Regions from separate parts of the Sus scrofa genome. Here region 2 is linked to region 1. A link is a contact called in public HiChIP or PLAC-seq data. All regions are on one chromosome and are shown on one strand. Each heading gives the region's core, a stretch centred on a gene start, on an enhancer-like site or on the middle of the called end of the contact. The rest is flanking DNA. Distances are from core to core; before and after follow the strand shown. Region 1 has its middle 84 kb from the start of RIN2. Region 2 holds the start of NAA20 (N-alpha-acetyltransferase 20).

The links. HiChIP or PLAC-seq counts read pairs in DNA pulled down with a chosen protein or histone mark.
Region 2: a contact with region 1 is called in an H3K27ac HiChIP or PLAC-seq map of skeletal muscle. The contact joins the promoter of NAA20 here to the enhancer-like site in region 1. A contact is called at or near these places in 1 of 5 promoter capture datasets (fetal skeletal muscle), 4 of 47 Hi-C or Micro-C datasets (embryonic fibroblasts, mesenchymal stem cells and skeletal muscle) and 2 of 2 datasets of contacts at active chromatin or transcription factors (alveolar macrophages and skeletal muscle).

What each region holds. Positions count from the first base shown.
Region 1 is chr17:27,855,594-27,859,542 of Sscrofa11.1, reverse strand. No RefSeq gene overlaps it. Among named protein-coding and RNA genes, the nearest start is that of RIN2, 84 kb to the left of the region's middle. Within about 2 kb of position 1,657, at least 3 of the 83 cell types and tissues checked have an H3K27ac peak or open chromatin away from gene starts, as enhancers often do. A contact at or near this core is called in skeletal muscle, where this site is marked.
Region 2 is chr17:28,068,347-28,072,295 of Sscrofa11.1, reverse strand. NAA20 (N-alpha-acetyltransferase 20) reads right to left here and starts at 2,144. Exons shown (of 7, transcript XM_021077417.1): 1 at 1,991-2,144. The coding sequence starts at 2,043.

The DNA of each region.
Region 1 (3,949 bases), core at 408-2,907:
TCCATCTTCCCCCCCTTGTCTCAATCTCCCCCGCCCCCCCCCCCCGCCTTTCCAGACAGCGGATGGAGAATGAGGGGCGCCCAGGGCTCTTCTCTTCTCTTCCGTGTCCATCTCAGCCTCTCCTGGCATCCTCTCCCCTCTCAATCCAGTTCTGTTTTGCTCATAATTTATAAACCACGCAAAGGTTTCCTTTCCACCGCCTCCCTTGTAGTGTGGCCAACACCCTCAGCACAGTATTGCATCTTGCTGGGTGTGTGGGTTGGAGCGATGGCTACAGTTCATCCCCTTCCTGCGTGTCTGTCCTTTGCAAGGTGGCTTTGCACCTCCTACCCCAAGGCCTGGAGTCTACATCTCATCTCTCCGATCTAGAATGGTCTGTGACTTGCTCTGGCCAACAGAATGTGGCAGAAGTGGCCCTGTGTCATCCCCACGCCCTAGCTTCAAGAAGCCATACCCGTGTGCCCTCCTGGAGCCCTGATTCATCTGCTGGAGGAGGAGGGCAGAGCAAAGGTGAGTCACCCTGGCTGAGGCTTCACCCACCAGTCAGCTCCTGGCCAGTCTGGCAGCTGATGGGAGATGTGCCAGTCAGTCCAGCTAACCCAGCTAGACCCAGCCTAAACTGCCAACCCACAGCATCATCCACTAAATATATGGCTATTATTTGAACTAACTAAGCTTGCAGGGGGCAGGGGGGAGTGTGTTTGTTAGGCAGCAACAGCTAACTGATAGATCAGGCACTAAAAAAGACAATTAGAGATTTAAACTTGCTTAATTTTTTTTTTTTCATTTTTGGCCACCTCACGACATATAGTTTTCCTGGGCCAGGGGTCGGATGTGAGCCACAGTTGTGACATATGCCACAGCTGTGGCCACACCAGATCCTTTCAGCCACTGTGCCTGGCCAGGGATCAAATCTGCCTCCTGGCACTACAAAGACACCACTGAGCCACAGCAGGAATTCCAAACTTGCCTAACATTTTGCATGCATTTATTTATACTTCTTTTTTAAAAAAATTCCTCATATTCTGGTCGTGCTGCTCCCCCCCCCCCATTATTACTGGAGTCCTACACCTACAAAGCACAGGCTCAAGTGGAGTGAAGAACTGTTCCCAGTGCTCAAGCAGCTGCAGTGACAACTAAATTCAAGTTGAAAGACACAAAGCCACCCATCGAAGCCTGAAAAGGCTGAGTGCAGACGTTACACGTCACATTTCCACATTTCCACATGCATACCAAAGTCAATTCTCCAATGTCGCACATCAGAAAATAGTTTCCACTTGAATAACTATTCACTGAGAAAGAGTGTCTCCTCTTCCTGTTATTGTTTAGTTTGTTGTTGCATTTTGTTGGAATTTCTTTATTTATCAAAGTCAAACCCAAAGATGTTTTATCTAACAGGAAAAGACAAAGAAAGTGACAAAGAAAACTTGACCTCAGAAGACAAACTTTTAGCTAGACAAGATTTCAGTATCTCTACCTGGAATTTTGCACGTCCTTACCCTACCACCATCCTTCTCAAGAAAATCCACACTTTCAGCTCTTTGGTATTTTTTTAACTTGCATTTATTCATTGTCTATCAGAGGTTAGAGCCTGTGCTAAAGAATGAGGCCCTGGGCTCCCAGAGCCTGAAGTCACTCTGCGGGTGACCTAGAAACGTGGTTATTATTTTACATGATAGGAATCTCCTGTAACGTGAGCAGATACCACGTGATCTCAGCTCCTGGGGGGAAGGCAGGCAGCTTCCCTTGGGAACTGAATGTTCAAGGCGGGACCAGGAGGGTTTAACTAGGATTCTAGTTAGGGAAACTGAGTCACAACAAACCACGTAAAGTTAGTTCTCCAAAGTTGTGCTCTCTCGTCCTCCTACTCCCAATGGGCCTGCGTCTCTGAGAGCAGTTATGTCTGCAGGGCAGCAAAGGCCCCAGCTCCTGGTCCCGGAGGAACAGGCACTGGGGCACAGCTGGATCTCACAAGATTGGTGTCAGAGAGCCCTGGGTTCAAATCCCAGTTCATCATCACATGGCCTTGGGTGAGTCACTTCATCTGACTTGACTTCCATTCTCTAACCTATAATTTGTGTAACGACATCCACCTTAAAGGGCATCACAGGGGGTTTAAATAAGATCATTCAAATCAGTGACAGTGTTTATCCTCTCCTGCATCTGCGGAAGGGGCAGGACTCAGAGGGAACGGTTCACTGTCCGGGCAGCACTCCACTGGCACCAGTGGAGCAGCTTCAAGGCTGGGGGGGCTGCAGCCGCCACCCCTCTCACCAAGTCTCCCTTATATGTCAGTGGTGCCTTGGGGGGCAGGAGTAAGGGGGGCTTCCTGGGGGCCTGGGCTGCCTTACCACATGGTAGCTGGTCTCACAGGCAGGAGGGCCCGGAGCAGGAGGGCCAGCAGGGAGCTTCATCTGCTTCGCTGATCTCTGCTTTGAGGTCACTCAGTGTCACCTCTGCCACCTTCTCTGCAAAGGCAGTCCCCATCCCTGAGTCCCGCCCGATGCAAGAGGAGGGAAAGCAGACGTCCCAGGTTGAGAGGACAGGGCAAGGTTCTGGAAGAGCCAGGACACTGTGATGCCATTTAGGTCAATGATCCGCCACAGTGACCTATGCAGACATCCCCTTGGTGCTCCTTCCCTTTCACACAGAGACTTGTGATTCCATGAAAAAAACCAGAACATTTTGGAAGATAGTATGAGAAAAAAACCATATATATGTATGACTGGGTCACTTTGCCATACAGCAGAAATTGGCACAACACTTTACACCAACTATTCCTTAATAAAAAAATATTGTAAAAATTAATAAATCAAATTTAAAAAATTTTTAGAAGAGGAGTTCCCATTGCGGCTCAGCAGAAACGAATCTGACTAGGAACCATGAGGTTGCAGGTTCGATCCCTGGCCTCGCTCAGTGGTTTAAAGATCCGGCATTGCCATGAGCTGTGGTGTAGGTCACAGGTGTCGCTTGGATCTGGCATTGCTGTGGCCATGACTCAGGGAACCTCCATATGCTGCAGGTGTGGCCCTAAAAAGCAAAACAAACAAAACAATTTTTTTTTTTTAAGAAAAAAATAGATGGAACGTTGGGAACAGAAGAAAGGCAAGCGGGAATGTTGGAGAAGAGAGAAAAGGCTTTTACGTTGGGATGGGACGCATTATGACCTTCCTCTCAGTGATCAGCCAGGTTCTTAGGGCTCCCTGGCGTCCCGTCTCTAAGATGAGAATTAAATGACATAACCCATCGAAGTGCCAGGCCTGAACCATAGTCCATAAATGTGTGCAGTAATGGTTTACGCTCTGGGGCTCCTGAGGCATCCTGATCCTGGCTTGGCCCCACTGCCACTGCACTGTAACAGAATCCCTCAGAAACCTGGAAACAGGTAAGCATGCTCCAGAGCCCTGGCTGACAGAGTTCACGTGCACAGCAGTACATCCAGAGCACACACAGCTTGCACACCGAGGAACTCAGACGTGAAAGAACCCGGCTGCCGAGCACCCGGCTTTAGTTCTCACTTACCCTTCACGCCAGCATCTCTCTGTCTCCCCCTCAGTCCAGCTCCAACTTTCGCAGCATCCCGAAGGGTTGCACAGTTATCTTCCCCTGAGGAAGCTCAGAAGTCTGGCTGTCTCGTCTCCATCTACAACACACAGAGCTGGCGGCTTAGCGTTTTGTATGCATTTTTAAAACACCACGAAAACCACCCAGGGACTTGCCCTTCCCCTGTCTGGGAGGAAGCGCTGGGAGTGGAGATATCGGCATCTCAGCATCCATGGGGAGGGGTGTGTGTGGGGGGGTGATTCCAGGACCCACAGGTACCAAAGCCACGATGCCCAAGCCCTTTATTGAAAGGGTGTTTGTAGTACATGAATATAGCTGACCCTCCATATTGGCGGTCTCGAATCCACAGATTCAATTGTCCGCAGATGGAAATTTTGCAAAACTG
Region 2 (3,949 bases), core at 895-3,394, 210 kb before region 1:
ACCCCCACACTCACCCCTGCAGCCACACTGGCCACCCGCCGCAGCCTCCTGTCTGAAACAGCAGTCTGTGCACTAGCTATGCCCTCTGCCTCGAAGTACCCATCCCTCTGCTCCTCTCTCCCCCAATGGTCTTTCCGCAGTGACCCCTTCCCTGAACACCTTACCAGAAGTCAAATCCCCATTCACTTCCTATCTCCCTTTCCTGCTCTCATTTTTCCCTTTGTACTGAGCACTAAGTTCTACATGCTGTATTTTCTCACCTTGTTTTCCCCTCTAAAAGGTAAACTCCAGAAAGATAATTTTTTTCCCCTGTTCTGTTCACTGCTATGTCTTCAGCACTGGTGCACAGCAGGCATAAGATATTTTTCCAAGAATACAACATTTGTTAAATTAACTGCAATGTTTCCACATCCATTGCTTCTTTCACACCCTGAGTGATCCAAGGAGTTCTTGATAGAAGTGCACTAAAGTGAGAATTAGGAGAAAATGAGGAGGACAAGGAGTCTCCCTATTGGCATATTCTGAAGAGCCCTTAATGAGCTAGGTGATTCTCTGAAATCAGATATTTTGTTATAAATAAATGATCCTGCATATTTTCTTTCTACTCTATTCCTTTTCATATATAAGCACTGGCCCTTCTTAGGTCTTCAGTTAGGACTGATTCTCCCAGAAGCTTTGCCTCTACTCCTGAAACTTCCAGGCAACTGGCACCTCCCAGGCCTGCACTTCCCAAACCCAAGCCTCTGTCAAGCCACCATTACCAAAGCGTCTTAAAAGGCTTACCTGCTAGTATGCCTCCTCTTACTGCCTCTCACTCCTCACACCGCCTCCCGCTCCTCACAGCTTGTGGTGGGGAGCTCAGGCTCCAGAGCGGTGCTCTTCACACAACTAAGAATGTGCATTTCCAAAAAGTTCCCCGGTGGTCAGGGACCTCGCTAAGCAGCACAGCCCTGGAGTCAAATGTCCTTAAATTTGACTCCTTGCTTCCTGCCGGCAGGAAGGCTCTCCCACCAGGGGCAATTCACACTCAGTACTTTAGTTAATTCACACCAGATGGGATAAGAAGCGCATCCACACACAGCGAGACCTCAACACAGCCTCAGTTACGCTCCTCCGACTGGGAGAGGCCCCGGAGAAAATCCCCAACAATGGGGCAGACCAGTCTCACCAGTTTCTCTGACCTCCGAATTACAGAACCGGCTACTACAGTCCCTCACCTGAGAGGTGTTGGCCATTCCTGAGGCTCTCACCTCCACACCTGCGTCCTTCTCCAAAACCTCCCTCCTCACCACCATCAACACTTACACACCTTCCAAGGCTCAGCTACTTTTTGAATGTTTCTAGCTACCTCGTCTCGAGTTCTTTCCATGCTCCTGACACTTGAATCTGAACTACTTGGTCCTTAGTTTTCACGTGACTACCAGAGTATCTTTAAAGTGGATGTGGGATTGGTGGATGCGTGGATGGATGGATGACGCCAGTGTAGCACTGTAAACGATAGAGTCGGCTTATGAGTCTACAGTCAACTTCTTAAGTGTTCAGAAATTTTCATAATAAAACGTTTGGGAAAAAAAAGGCATGTACAAGTCCCACACCCCGACTTAAGTCGGACGCAAGGAAGTGCGCACCGTGGGCCTTGCCGCCCCCGACTCCCCCGCAGGAAGCGCAGCGACAGTAACGAAACGCACGAAACTGCCACTCCGCAAGAACACAAGTGGACCTCCTCCTCCAAGCTGGGCGGCACCGCGCGGGTCCCCGGCACCGAGAGGACGCCGACCGGAGACGCGGGACCGGTCCGCGCCCCCTGCCCGACGGCCCCGTGAGGCGCCGGGACTGCACGCGTTGGGCTGCTGTGGGACGTCCGCGCCCGGCCAAGGTCAGCGGGGCGTCAGCACGTCCGTTCGGCCCGGCCTCCTCCCTACCCCGACCCCGCGGCCCCGGGGACGCAACGGCGGCAGCATGGCCATGGTCAGGGAGCGCGGCCACTCACATATTGTTGAAGCGGAACAGGTCGTCGCACGTGAAAGCCCGGAGAGTGGTCATCCCGTCGCAGCCGCAGGAGCCGGCCCTCCGCGACCCCGCGCACTCCCCGCCGGAAGTCGTTCCGCGCGCGGCCGCCGCGGGGCGGAGCGCAGAACTGCTTCCGGGCCAAGAGTTGCTCAGCAACGGTGGAGGCGACGCAGCTCCCTCTGGTGGCCAGAGTCGGGAACTCCTGGGGAGTCTCCGGGTCTTTTTCAGAACTTCACAACCGCTCGTTGGGAGTGACTGGGGAAGCGGGCAGGGGGATCCCCCAGGAAGGAGCAGAGACTCTGGAGTTAGGAAACCAAAGCGGTAAGATTAGACAGTGAGTCCAAAGAGGAATCTAAACTGCACAAGGCCATCGGGAATGCTGAAACGTATTTACAAGTAGATGTAAGTCGGTGTACACAAAGCAGCAATCCAGTGCATCTCCTCCTGGACACGCACGATGCATGTGCGTTTCAGTGGTCAAGAATCATTTTTATTACTACCCATTTTCTGCAGTTTACAGAGTTAACCGGGATGGATGTAGCTGGCAGGATCAAAACTGAATAGATTACAGAGCATCAGAGAAATAAGGATACCAGGAGTTCCAGTCGTGGCGCAGCAGAAACGAATCTGACTAGGAACCATGAGGTTGCCGGTTAGATCCCTGGTCTCGCTCAGTGGGTTCAGGATCCGGCAGTGCCTTGAGCTGTGGTGTAGGTCGCAGACGCGGCTTGGATCAGGCGCTGCTGCGGTTGTGGTGTAGACCGGCAGCTGTAGCTCAGATTAGACCCCTAGCTTGGGAACCTCCGGATGCCGCGGGTGTGGCCCTGAAAAGGCAAAAAAAAAGAAAGAAAGAAAAAAAAGATCACACACACACACATATAAAACCTCACATCATATATGGTAAATACGTTTTCAACTTTTTTGTTGTTGTTGTCTTTTTGTCTTTTGGGGGCTGCTCCCGTGGCACATGAAGGTGCCCAGACTAGGGGTCCAATCGGAACTGTAGCCGCCAGTCTACGCCACAACAACTCCGGATCCGAGCCGTATCTTGAACCTACACCACAACTCACGGCAACACTGGATCCTAGACCCACCCACCGAGCGAGGCCAGGGATAGAACCCAGGTCCTCATGGATTCTAGTCGGGTTTGCTAACCACTGAGCTACGACGGGAACTCCACGTTTTCAACATCTTAATCAAAATCGTTGAGGTTGAAGTCATATTTTTTATTAGAATTTTCCATTTAGGGCACTGTTGTCTCTTTGTAATTTAAAGATATAATGCTCTTTGTCTCCTCTGTCTTCCTCTCTTGATTATGTTTCTTGTATTATTGTGACTTTTTTAGAATTTATATATACATCTGTGTTACAAATATGCATCCTCCAGTTAAGTCTGTAATTCAAGGGATGTAATACTTGCTGCCACTTTTTTATTACAATTTTCTCATTCCCTTTGTTTTGATTCATTTATGGGTTGGTTGGATTTCATTACAGTGTTTTTTTGTTTGTTTGTTTTCTGCTTTCCTTTGCTTTGTTTTCCAGGGGCCCCATGGGGCTGATGCTCTGTCTTCAGAGCTCCTTAGTCTGTGAGAGATGTCGAGTTAGAATATTGGCTGGATATTCATGGATCTCATATCCTCCCACCCCCGAACTTTGTAAACATCATTATTCTTTTGTCTTCCGGTGTTTAAAGTTTCTGGGGGAGAAGAGTAAGTCCAGCATGAGTTTTGTTTTCCCTTTTATGGGTGACTAAGTTTTTGTATTAGAAGTGAGATTAGAAATAAAACATTCTTAACAGTGCATATGTTTTAAACCTAGTGCATCTTTGACAATTTCAGCAGTTTAACACAGAAATTTACAAAAACAAAACAAAAATCAGGAGTTCCCGTTGTGGCTCAGTGGTTAACGAATCCGACTAGGAACCATGAGGTTTCGGGTTT